Linked DNA regions of Hordeum vulgare: region 1 is linked to region 2. The links are chromatin contacts, called in public Hi-C maps. All regions are on one chromosome and are shown on one strand. Each heading gives the region's core, a stretch centred on a gene start, on an enhancer-like site or on the middle of the called end of the contact. The rest is flanking DNA. Distances are from core to core; before and after follow the strand shown.

What was found. A called contact is a pair of places that touch in the nucleus more often than the background predicts.
Region 1: a Hi-C map of leaf shows a contact between it and region 2, with 2.4 times the contacts expected there. The contact joins the enhancer-like site here to the promoter of LOC123444230 in region 2. A contact is called at or near these places in 2 of 6 Hi-C or Micro-C datasets (leaf and seedling).

What each region holds. Positions count from the first base shown.
Region 1 is chr3H:457,104,472-457,111,321 of MorexV3_pseudomolecules_assembly, forward strand. No RefSeq gene overlaps it. Among protein-coding and RNA genes, the nearest start is that of LOC123444234, 6.8 kb to the right of the region's middle. Within about 2 kb of position 2,095, at least 2 of the 3 cell types and tissues checked have open chromatin away from gene starts, as enhancers often do. A contact at or near this core is called in leaf, where this site is marked.
Region 2 is chr3H:456,465,252-456,472,087 of MorexV3_pseudomolecules_assembly, forward strand. It overlaps LOC123444230 (vesicle transport v-SNARE 13-like), which reads left to right and starts at 1,761. Exons shown (of 5, transcript XM_045120890.1): 1 at 1,761-2,049; 2 at 2,160-2,218; 3 at 2,442-2,630; 4 at 4,179-4,349; 5 at 6,528-6,836. The coding sequence starts at 1,956. The coding sequence ends at 6,680.

The DNA.
Region 1 (6,850 bases), core at 845-3,344, 640 kb after region 2:
CCCGGGGTACATGCCCGGGGGCAAAATTGAGAAAAATGACCCCTGAAGGAAAATAACTCACAGACTGAACCTTCGGGGAAAAGATTTCACGCGTCTGACCTTTTTGTGTGACGCCTGACACCTAGGCGTCACACTACATTGTGTGACGCCTAAGCGTTCGGCGCCACACGCCCGGCTACGCTGGACAGGCCGGCCCCATCCCCACACAGCGACGCCTAAGCCTCGGGTGTTGCACACTCTGTAGTGTGACGCCTAACGCTTAGGCGCCGCACTGTGACTTATACAATCCTGTCCTTCGAGCTGGCCAACGCCTAGCGCTTAGGCCTCTGCTCCTCCCCTCCCGCACAGCACGCCGTCTTCCGACCCCTTCTCCTCCTCCCCGTAGCCGCCCTCCTCGCTCGTCGTCGCCGATGGCGAGGCAGCTGCAGCTGCTGCTCGTGGTGCTGTGCGCGTCGTGGCTGGCCCTGCAGGCGGCGGCGCAGAAGGGCGCCAACATGGCCATCACCGGCACCACCGCCATGGACGCCCCCTTCTTCCGCTCCCTCGGCCTCTCCGACAAGATCTGGAACAACGGGCCCATCAGCTTCCAGCTTCAGTGGTTCCAGACCATCAAGACCATCAATACATTTGTCTCCAATGCGTGTCGCTGCACCAGGGTGGCCTTCCCGTGGCGCCTCCTACAGAAATCCATGGCGGCCACAAACGAGGCCCTGCCCGTTGAGCACATCACGTTGTTCTGAACCTGACCGCCCAAGTTAACCACCTCCAATCGACGGATTCATCTCCATCTTCTTCGCCTCCGGTGCCCCACATGATGGGAGTAGCAGCATGACTGCTCGGTTGCGAGCAGCGGCAGGGAGCAGGGCTTCAGTGGTGGGGACTACGGGGGCGTAGAGTACGGCATCAGTGATGGTTAAGACAGAGATGGGAGCAGGGCATCAGTGGTGGGGGGCAGGGCGTCAGTAGTGAGGAAAACAGAGGCTGGTGCTGAGTTGTAGCGGGGCGTCTGCCTTGTAATACAGTGCTTCTTTTGTCCATCCAAACAGACATTAGAATTGGCTAGTCCCTACAGATTCCAACAGGCAATTACATGTACATCCAAACATCAAATCTTGAATTGTAGCCCATTTCAATACCTTGGTTGATTTGGTTTTTTAATTCCTTGGGGCCAATACATACGTCCAAACACAGCCTAAGACTAGCTAGGCATTGATGTAATCTAGTAGAAAGAGGGAAGCATATATAATGTCAAACAGCATAACTAGACCACACTTAATAGTATTTGTATAGCTTACCGCATAGCTTAAGAAGCATGAGTGAAGTAGCTGCTAGTAGAAACATAATGGAAATTGCAACCCAGAAGTGCTAAGGAAATATGAAGCTGTCAACAGTTTCTGCAATGTGAGACATTGAGTGAGAGTGACATTGTACAGGTTGGAGTATTACTGACAAAAATGTATTGTAAATATTGCTCCTCCCTTAATACTCTACGTACGAGCAGCATAATTTCCTGCGCCATCCAGCTGTCTCCCCCGCCACTGCCACTGCCACTGCCAATCAAGAATCAAGAATCAAGAATCAACACAGCTTTACTCACCGTCCATGGAGGCATGGAGCCTAGCCATGCCGGCCTGATTTATTTATGACTCGTCTTTCTTTCTGATCTGATGATGCAGGCTGCAAGAGCTACCTGGCCAACTCGCTCTTCATCCTCGGGGAGTTCGGGGGAACGACTACAGCTCTACCTGGGGTGCGCGGCCCAGGAGCGGTGCCCCTCGTCCAGCTCCCTGCAGCACTCGGACAGCTCCGCCAGCGCTGCCTGAGGAGCATCCGCCACCATGCCCGGCGCCGGCGGCGGCCTGGCGAACCCGAACCCGGCGCCGTCCTCCGCCATCTGCTGCTGTTGCTGCATCCACGGCGCACCGGCCGGGGCGCGGCGACGACGGAGGCGAGGCTGAGCGTGACGGACGACGACGCTGGCGTGGCATGGCCAGCCACAGTTGCGATGCGAGGCGAGACTACACAGTGCGGCGCCTAAGCGCTAGGCGCCACACCGCAGAGTGTGCAACGTCGCACTGTGTGAGGGTGGGGCCGGCCTGTCCAGCGTGGCCGGGCATGTGGCGTCGAACGCTTAGGCGTCACACAGTGTAGTGTGGCGTCTAGGTGTCGAGCGTCACACAAAAGGGTCAGACGCGTGAAATCTTTTTCCCGAAGGTTCAGTCTGTGAGTTATTTTCCTCCACGGCTCATTTTTATCAATTTTGCTGATGTGTAGTACGGGTACAGTGCAGATTATTAATATATGTTACAACTTGAAAGATGAAAGATATTGTCGCATAGTACTGTGTGTTGTATTGAGGTTCGAGAAGTACTAGTACTATCACTTCCATTGAGCTTAAGCTTGTGAAGGAACATGCTTATGAATTTCTGTGGAAATAAATAAGGCCCGGTTGATAAAAAATCTCAATACTTTCTTCGTGTCATTACCACCTTCCTTCAGCCACGTCGCTTAAGCCTCGATACGATTTCCTCTCTATGGAGCATTAATTTTCTCTAACTCCTTCGAAACATCCCGGGTAATTGTGTCCCTATTTTTGGAGCAATAATGCTAGACCTACAAAGACTTACAAAGGTTTACTTAACCTTCTAAACTAAATTTTTTCCCCTGATTTTCAGTGGGATGGGGCTCCTCCTCCCTCAATAACCAATCACAATCCTATACATCAGTTTGTACGTAAAAAATTTAAGTAAGCCTTTGTAGATGTAGCATTACTCTTTTTGGAGTGACGGCTTGCATGTAGCAGTCACAACTTTTTCCCGTTGACACATTTTAGCCCATACCTGAAGTGACCACTGCATATATGGTGCTCAACTTTTAGGCTAGCACCCGCCTAGATACGACGCAGCTCACACCCGCCGACATTGGGTTGCCTTGGCTCTCGCCTTGCGTGGATGTGTGTGGCTCGTGGTTGGGCTCTTGTCACCGAGGAGGTGAGGTCTCGCGCTCCATACTACTAGACCGAGCAGTAGTGTGGTACAGTATGTGGCAGCGAGGCGTGATACTATAGGGGAAAGCCATGTGCTGGTTCTGTTGGCACCGATGATGATGACGCCTACGGGTGCCGTGTTCTTCAGAGGCATCATCGTGAAGCTTCGGCTCCTTATTTTCTCGTTGCTATGTAGGTAAAATCCTTAGATCTAGCTTCTATATCAGACGACGGCGTCATCTTTGACATCATAACCACTTTGAGGCATCGTCTTGAAGTCACTAACCATCGTTTGTTGTCTATTGTTTTAGTATGAGGGCGGCTTATCCGGTATGAGGTCCATGGCTGCGAGTCATGGTGGCTGGATTGGTGGTGGCTGCTCTAGCTCCCTCTTTTGTGTTCAAGTGTTGTTGCCTTCCGACGTGTGCACATTGTTCTTGCCATTCGACCAAGTTTGTGGAAGAGATCGATGCTCTCATTTAAAGTCGGGTTAGCAAGTATGTGATTCACCTTGCCTCATTCCTGCTAGCACCCCTCCCGCTCTTCGAGGGATGTTGTTGGGTGGCAACTGGGCGACCAAGCTCAAGCCACTTGCTTGCTTGGTTAGATGATGATGGAAGTTGAAGTTTTAGTGTTTGCAAGTTGTGTTCTTTCCATCTTCGTAGCTTTCATGGTGTTTCTCTTCTATGAGGACTTGTTATAGTTTTAGGCTTTTAGCTATTTCATTATGACTACTCCCTATGTTCCTAAATATAAGTTCTTTTAGAGTTTGCACTAGAAAACTACATATGGATGTATATAGACATATTTTAAAGTATAAATTCACTCATTTTATTTTTTATGTAGCCCCCTAATGAAAACTCTAAAAAAGACTTATATTTAGAAACGGAGGGAATAGAAAACATGCATGTATGTTGCCATGAAAAAAAAATCCCGTGCGTCCCTAGCGACCCATCATGACCCATCAGTTATGTACTGCTCCTCTTTTCCTCTATCGTGGATCGGGTCACATATCCACTGATTCATGACGAATGTCATCAATCCCAAGGCAATGAGGTTGCTCAACACATTCTAGCATGTAGCTTTTGCGAGCCCCTAGGATCATTAATGTGAGCACACAAGGCATGTTCATCTCCAAGGGCATATAGCCCATTTCATACAAACATGTTTGTGTCCGCCTTCACGTGACCAAAACCCCATTGAATGAGTCTGGAACGACATGGCTCCACGAAGGGTCGTTTATAAGAGCAAGTACAATAGCATAGCCAGCTGCTGGCTATAAGCCATCGCCATGTCATCTATAGTCCATCTTATAGCCAACACGTACAATAGTTCATGTACTATTTTTTTATTATATGGTCCACCTTTTATACTCACAAGATGCCTAGGAGCACGTGCTAGAGCTGGCTCTTAGCTAAGAGTCCGCTTATCTTCTCTCTCCTCTTCTCTTTTCTCTAACTAAACAAAAATATATTAATTTATTCCTTATAGCCAGCTGACTTGGCTCTATTGTACTTGCTCTAAACGAGCCATATCATTCATTGCTCACGTGGCACACTTTCACGCTCTTGCATGGCACATTAGTAAAACATGTCGGTCGGTGGTGCATTTATTACTTATGGATCACAATGCTTTTGGGTTATTCTAGTTGCTTTGGGCTGTTTTTTAGCATACATAAAAGTAATTCCAAAAATAAAATAAATGGGACGTGCCGTATCAGTACACGTGCTTGGGCTCGCGGCGAGGAATGACCATTTATCCATGTGCCGTGCCGGGCACAGTCCAGGTGGCCAGTTCTGAATTGGACCCACTTGCACAGCTGGCCACGGCCCATCGTAATCGCGCCTCGCACGACACAACCCATCGTGGCACGATTATTAGTCGGGTCGTGTTGTCCCGGCTCGCGTGCTTTCCCCTGGAGCCCAGATACAACCCAGGAGATATGCGGGTCGGCTTGGTGGCACTCTAGGCCCGCTAAGCTGTTGGCCTGTTAGGTTTTCTTTAGCCAATTTTAATCTATTGGGCTGTTTTTTATGGCACGTATATAAAAAAAAGATAAATGGATCGTTACGTGCTGACCTGCATGCCCAACCTTCAGGCCCAGGAAATGACCTAGGTTGCCGCTTGACTCGCACGACGTGGTTAAAGCATGTCGGGCCTGGCCCGTCATGTGTCGTGTCAACGCGCTCGCGAACCGGCATGTCAGGTTCGACCCGTTTGGCCAGCTTTGCCCACACGACAATACATGTTATACCTGGCCATCCGTCGGGCCGGACCAGGCTTTGGGCTGGGCCAAACCAACCCCAAGGTAGAAAACCTAGGCCCGAGCCCGGCCCGGTCCATCCATCGTGCCTAGATTTTAGACCCAAGCCCGACCATCGCACAGAAAGCCAGCCAATGCCCACCTCGCACGACCACTCCGCCTCCACCGCGTGACCCCTCCTCGCGGAGCTCTGTCTCACCGTGCCATGGCGCATCATCGCCGACCTGTCCAGCCGCCGTCCCTACCGCATCTCCCCGAGCTAGCAGCCTCCTTCCTCTGGCTGAAGTTGCTTGCATCGCAGCCTCCTTCCTCTGGCACACGCACGGACACACGCACGCTAGCTCAGGAACCCAAGTCGTGCGGCGCGCGGCGCGAGTGGACGGCTCATGCTCCATTCCGATGAAATGGAGGAACATAGCCGGGAGGCAACATGACGCGGTCGGCCAAGGTCGATGGCTGGAGCGTCTCGGTCCAGCCCTGGAGTCCAGCGAGCGAGGTTGCCGCACCAACAACGCACTACTTCCATCCCCGGAGGCAAACTCGCACTCTTCATCTTCCTAGGCCTAATGTTTTGACCCAAGCAAGGCAAACTCATAATGACTAGAGCGTTTTTGTTTTCAAGTGTGGCTCGACGATGGAGGAAGACAGTCTAATGCCTTGTTTTATACTCAGATGACAAGTGTAATAGCGGGAAAATGAGATGAGAAAGAAATGGCGGAAAACGAGGCGGGAGATAAATTGGACACAATATATTTTATCTATACTACTAATAAAAGATCAAACGAAAACTTCTCTAAGTACACACAACTATTACCCCCACAAAAACAAACACCAATCAGCACCACACAATTAGACAACAAATTACAATCTAACGGCCTTCCACCATCCATGCACCACCACTGTGTGCATTTACCAAATTAACTAAGGCTGACCGTGCTCCACCTCCTCCTACAGCGGAAAACTGTTGCACCTCCACGAAAAAAAGGAGCCAATCAAGTACAGAAATTTAGGATGAATTAACGGGAGCCAGTCGCCCTGGCCTGCACCTTCGCCGTCGCCTCCGCGTCCAACTCCCCATCCCCGTCCGCCTCCTCCTCCCCCTCCTCGTCCGCCTCCTCCTCCCCCTCGCCGTCCGCCTCCTCCTCCCCCTCCCCGTCCGCCGCCCGTCGTGTCCCCCATCTCTGTCGCCGCCGCCGCCCGCCGTGTCCCCCATCTCTGTCGCCGCCGCCGCCCACCGCGTCCCCATCTCGGTCGCCGGTGGCCTCCACCTCCACTACATGCAGGAGAGCCGTCATGCGGATGCACGAGGAGCAGTCGCCCCTTCCTCCGGGCACCCATGCGGAGTCGCCCACAGCGTCGCCCGGCGCAGCGCCCACTTCGGCCTTTATTCGCCGACCGGGTGCAATGCCTCATCTCGCCACACCTCACCAGGCGGACCTCCCACCGCGCTGGATAACCCCGCCTCCTCTGCAACTTTTGGGTTGTCAGTATGAGCGAAAAAAATCTGCAACTCCAGTTATCTCTGCCTCCTTGTTTGGTAAGAGGTGGCTCAAATGCTAACCTCATTGGCATTATGTTATTTGTCTTGCAGTACAATCAAA
Region 2 (6,836 bases), core at 511-3,010:
CTTGGGGAGCATTGTGCCTCCACACCGCTCTAACGGAGATTAGCATCCGCAGGGGTGTGAACTTCGGGATACATCATCGTCTCCCCGTGCCTCGGTTATCTCTTACCCGAACCCTTTACTTATGCACTTTACTTTGTGATAGACATATTGTTTATTGTAATATATCTTGCTATCACTTAGTTGTTTATCCTGCTTAGCATAAGTTGTTGGTGCACATAGGTGAGCCTAGTTGTTTGTAGGTTTTGTGCTTGACATATTAAACGTTAGTTTTATTCCGCATTTGTTCAAGCCTAAACCTTAACTTTTTTAAAGCGCCTATTCACCCCCCCTCTAGGCGACATCCACGTCCTTTTCAACAGTCGTACTGTAGATGGATGATCCTGCTGTTTCTTTGTGTATACTTCAGTTTGTTATCGTCATCATTGTGAACATGATTGATCAACTTCATATGCTTGTTTTGACTCATGAACTTTACCCCGCTTAAATTTTAGCGCATGACAGCAATACCGGTTGCTCGGCTAAGTTTTAGTATTTCATCAGTTCAGTGGTTCCTGCTAGTTCGTGTCAAGTTACTTGGTAGTTTCTTTTCCTAGGGGCTGTGTCTGATTAAGTAGTTTTCCAGCGATTAAGTAGTTCTTGTTCAGTTATGATGTAGTACTAAACCGAGTTTGCATATGATCTTGTGATGGTTTAATCTGCAGGATCTTTATGTACTTTAGTTTGTTCTAGTCATCCTTACCATCTGCATATCTTGTGTTTTGCACCATGGATTGTGCAATATCTTTGATATCCCCCTTCCGGTTTTGACACGTGATGTGATTTTTTGAGAGAACTAGTCAGCATTTCTAGGATTGATAGCTATCTTGAATCATGACAAGCTCTTGTTACTTATGCAGATGTTGCTCGTGTTACTTATCCAGATGCTCTTTTCTAGCCTGGTCAGATATGTCTTGTTTTCAAGGATTACTCTTCAGCCCCGAAGCTGCTTCACTGCTTGAACTATTACCGAGGATTAATCTTTCTGAAATATTTTATGTCTAAATGCATAATGATTGAACAATTGCGAGTCCTAACTTTGGTTATGTAGCAATGGACGAGACGAGACAAGTATGCCTCATTAAATTTGTAATTTAAATTGTTGATTTTGAGCACTATGAGTTATCGGAACTATGTTCGAATGGATGGATGCAAAAATATTATCTTTTGTTTATGTTGTGGTACTGTTATATAAATAGAAAAATTATCTAATTTTATACGTGTGCAATATACGTGGGAGTGCAGTCTGTGCTGTTTTCAAGTCTGTATGTGCATATTTGAAAATTTATATTGTTAAAAGTGCACTTTGTGTTGTTGAAATTCCGTTGTTGTTGAAAGTTTGTGCTTTTGAAAGTTTAGGCTATGGCAGCCAGGTTACAAGGGTGGGAGAAAAACAACAATCCAAACGGAGGCTCGGAAGCGGAATGGAAATACAATCCTAACATGTATTTTGATTGTAGGCTAATATAATACAAGTACAAGGGTAAAATATTACAAGGGTACAGAAAAAACAACGTTCCAAACCCAGCCTTATGGTTTTACTACCGGATTTGCTGATCTGACTCGGGTTGGGGATCCAGACTTTGTTTTCGGATTGATTGCCAGCAAGATTGCTGAGCAGGTTCAGTAATGGAATGTCAGGTTCCGGTTAAAAAAAAAAAAACGTGTCAATGCGCACGGCAGCCCGCGAAGGAGTACGTATTTCTATCGGACCCCGTCCCAAATCCCCCAATCCCCACCCCAACCAAAATCGAAGCTTCCACCAAACGGCCGGCGTCCCCCCTCCCTCGTGAGGTAGCCCGGATCGAATTGCGGTCGTCTCGATCATCCGCTCGATTCGAGTCCGCCGAACGATTCGGGGGCGGGATCCGGAGGGGGAGATCTGTGCGCGCGGGCGGAGGCGATCGAGGGGAGCAGCCATGAGCGAGGTGTTCGAGGGCTACGAGCGCCAGTACTGCGAGGAATCCGCCTCCCTCTCCCGCAAGTGCACCGCGGCCTCCGCTCTCGATGGAGGTACGTGCCCACCCCCACCCCCCATGCCTAATTGCGCCGGGGGAGAAAATTTATCCCCCTTGTCGCTGCTCTTGGTTTCGTCGTAATAAACACGGTGAGATCTAATGCAGAGAAGAAGAAGCAGAGGCTCTCCGAGATCCAGTCCGGCGTGCAGGAAGCTGAATCGCTGGTAAATAAATACCTAGGCCTATTTTGCTTATATTATGGGTATCCTTTGGCTATATGTCTAATCCGATTCTGCTGCCTTACTTTCTGCCGCTGGGAAACTAGGATGTGATTTTGGGAGGTGTAGTAGTTGAATGTGTGGTTTGGGGGAAGTTCTGTAGATTGTCTGGGCTATGATACCGTATATGTCCTTCTTCCATTTATTTCTTTCATTCATATATTTACAGATTCGGAGGATGGACCTGGAGGCGAGGAATATGCCGCCGAGCGTGAAGGCGGGTTTGCTAGCTAAGCTGCGGGAGTACAAATCCGACCTTAACAACCTCAAGAGCGAGCTCAAGAGGATCTCGGCGCCCAATGCCAGGCAAACTACGAGGGAGGAGCTCCTTGAGTCTGGCATGGCTGACACACTCGCGGTAAGCTCTCTATTCCTTTTAATTAAAACGCTACATATATGCTGCGGATAACTGATAACTCTATTTATATACCTTCTAACTAATTAATGTGGTACTATTACGTTATCGGGTTTGTTGCTGAACTGATGATCAAAACTTCGAGTCATTTATTGATTATTCAGTTGTGGCAGTATCCCTATGGTGGTCACTAACAATATGGCGCTCATGATTAGACCAGTAGTCCCATATTTTGAACTTCTTTTGGGCTACTTATTTGTATAGTACTCCATCAATTCAATCTGTGTTGAACATGTTACTAAGCAGTACTTATAGTGCTGCACACTACTCGGTTCTGTTTAAATTGCGTGCAGTAACAAGGTTAACAATTTTGTGGTGTAGTATCTGACAGCATGCAAAATATGAACTTAAGTACTGTATACCTCACTTCAATTGTCTTATCAGTTGGGTCATTTCTATTTACCATCTTTCTGGTCCCCATATCGACATATTTGGATGTCGATATAGTCTGTTGAGTTGCGTTTTCTTTTATGCGTTGCAAAGAAGATGCTGTTTTTGAAAATGACGGCGATTGCAATGACAATTCGCCCAAAATGATGAAGATGATGATATTTCTCCCAAGATCACCACTACACTGGCATTATTTTTGCTCATTAACCTATAGTTGATCACTTCTGCTGTGCCGTAATGGAGGCACTCTACATACTTTCCACGGTTCCCCTAACATAAACAATTTCTTACTTAGTTTTGCATTGTCCTGTGGTCCCGCCTTTGGGTTTAGGCTCATGCTCCGCCACTGAATGTGGGAGTGTAAACTGATTATTCCCTATTTGATTTCTTGATTTAGATTCTCGATGTCCATATTCTTTCACTACACCACTGATGTGAATTCGTTAGGACCTGTATCCGTTGCCCCTTCACTAACTACAATTGCTTCATAATTTTTAGTTGTATTTGTTTTCTCTTACCGAATGAAGATACTATTTTCATCTGAACGATTATGTTCATATGGAAGCAAAGTGACAGATGAAACAGTGATGGAAACAATAACTCATTGGCATTTCCTATAAATATGCCCCCTTTGACCGAGAAATCAGTATTACAATGTATAGATGTGTCTTCAAGGTACTTTTTTTCTGCATAGCTTGCTTCCATAGCCTGAGAAAGTAAGCTGCAGAGTGGAAAATTATATCTGCTGTGCAGAATTGTATATGTTCAGAACCAAAAGGGAAACAAATAATTGTACCTCTTCTTACTACATTATAAAAGGAAATGTAGTACCAGTTCAAGCACTTTCAGAAGGCTGCTTAATATATCGCGTAAAGGGAGTTATCCCCTTTATGTATTCCTGGATCCCGCTATAAGTCATAGCAATGTGGTCTTTCTGTATTGCGGAAACAGTGTGCCTTGTCTGACATATTTCTCTACTGATGTGAAGTAGTAATGTGGTATTTATTTTGTTTGTTCTGATTTCTTAACGGGTGTCTCAAGTTCTTGATTTTTGCTATGTTTAGTACTCATGCTGTACTTGGGGATTATTTCCTGGTGCAGGTTTCCACTGATCAGCGAGGAAGGTTGATGATGACAACAGAACGACTGAATCAGTCCACTGACAGAATTAAAGAGAGCCGAAGAACTATGCTGGAGACAGAAGAACTTGGTGTGTCAATTCTTCAGGACCTTCATCAACAACGGCAGTCACTACTGCATGCTCATGATACTGTACGTATTCAGTCAAACTGCTTTGTTATAGTTCAGATATACTTCTCTGAAATGCTGTGGGAACCATTGTTGGTTATGTAGCTCTTGTGTCATCATTCCTTGCAGCCTGGTTGTTATTTATAGAATTAATGGTAGATTAATGGTAGAGATCAGATTACCATAGCCCATTATATAGGTTCTAGGTTTGATTGATTTGCTCTATCTAATTTTAAATATAAAAAGCGAAGTTTGCATTTGTTTAATGCAGGATCTATTATCAAAACATAGTGCTAGTGGTTCTAATTTATTAAATTCTGTTAGGGCAGTGTGTAACTTTGAAAATGACTCCACATTGAACAATTCATTTCTTTGTTCTCCACCATTGAGTTATTATTTGTAACCTACTTCCTCCATTCCAAATCAATTGAAGTTATATGCTTCTAGCTTTGTCCTCAGTCAAACTTCTTAAACTTTGACCAATTCGGCAGGAAGATACTATGTCAACATCTACAACACCAAATTAGTTTCATTAGATTCATCATAATATATACTTTCATACTATATATGTATTTAATGTTCTAAATATCAGCACATTTTCCCATGGACTTGTCAAATATAAAGAAGTTTGACTCAGCACATTTACCCAGAGACTTATGAAATATACAGAAGTTTGACTTAGCACATTTACCCATAGACTCATCAAATACAAAAAAGTTTGACTTAGCATTTTTCCATAGACAGATAGACTTGGTCAAATATAAAGAAATTTGGAATAGGGGAGTAAGATATTATTACTTACTTTTGTTATATGAATGATGATACTCCTAGCATAAAGGTGAGTCCTATATTCTGTCTCGCAGATCAAGGGCTTGGCCACTTATGGTTGCTAATTTTTTAGAACTTAATCAAATATCTCATTATTTATTCTCTTGGGTATAAAGAGCAAACAGTGAGTGATCTCCTTAGCAGCATATGCATGTTACGATAATTGATGGCTTGATGCATATATTAAAATATCAGAATCTTTGTCCATATTTCATCGGTAGGTACATTATCTAAAATTCCTGTGAAATACTCTGCAGCATGACCTTGTGTTTTGTTTTGCATGGCATGCCATTTTTGTATTTATATATGAATAAGGAGTATATATTCATATAAACTAGCTTAGCAATTTGTGTCACTGGAGGGCCGTTGAATGATGATAGCATAAAAACCAGTAAAAGACTATTTATTTAGTTCTAGCGGTTCAAGGGCTTGTTTATTCTCGTTTTGCACAAAAAGATTCTGATAACAAGGAATTTCTTTATATTCAGAATCTAAAAGACCATTTATGCATATGTTATGTTAGCAAGGAATTTTGCTAAAGAAGTTAAAATAATTATCTCATTCGTTTATTCTCTTGGATATAAAGAGCAAATAGTAACATTCCTTTTAGTAGCAGCATATGCATGGGCCATGATACAACAACAACACCACCAAAGCCTTTAGTCCCAAACAAGTTGGGGTAGGCTAAAGGTGAAACCCATAAGATCTTGCAGCCAACTCATGGTTCTGACACATGGATAGCAAGTTTCCATGCACCACTGTCCACGGCTAGTTATTTGGTGATACTCTAGTCCTTGAGATCTCTCTTTACGGACTCCTCCCAGCGTGAAGCTCGGTCTACCCCGACCTCTCTGGATATTATCAACACGCTTCAGCTGTCTGCTATGCACTGGAGCTTCTGGAGGCCTGTGCGGAATATGCTCAATCCATCTCCGACGATGTTGGTCAAGCTTCTCCTCAATCGGTGCTACCCCAACTCTATCTCATATATCATCATTTAGGACTCGTCCTTTCTTATGTGGCCACACATCCATCTCAACATGCGCATCTCCGCGACACATAACTGTTGAGATGTCGCTTTTTAGTCGGCTAACACTCAGCGCCATCCAATTGTTGACTATCCGAATTTTATATAACTTGTGAAATACTAGCGTGTAATCTTTAATACCCTTGCAGCATGGCTCTAATCCTTATTTGTTAGTTTGTCAGTCTGTTATGTTCTATGACTTTGATAACACCATTGCATACAAGCAAATGTTAGCAATAACCATGTTTTGCTTCTTGTTTGTTTATGTTTATTATTCTTACCTGTATTCAGCTCAAAATAAATAAATCATACATCTGTTAGTGACGTGAGTCTGTTCTTGTTTATAGTTGCATGGGGTCGATGATAACGTTGGGAAGAGCAAAAAGATCCTGGCGGCAATGTCAAAGAGGATGGACAGGAACAAGTGGATCATTGGTGGAATCATTTCAACTCTTGTTGTGGCCATCCTCATCATACTCTACTTTAAGCTCGCTCACTGAGCCAGCCAGGTAGGTCCCGCAAACTGTGGGTGTTCAGTAATTGTGTGATAAGGTTGTCTGGACGCCGCTGTACATTGGACAACACAGATTGTCCCTTGAAGTTCACTGTGTCGCCAAACATCTTTAAATATTTGAGTTGTTCATTGGCATGTCATG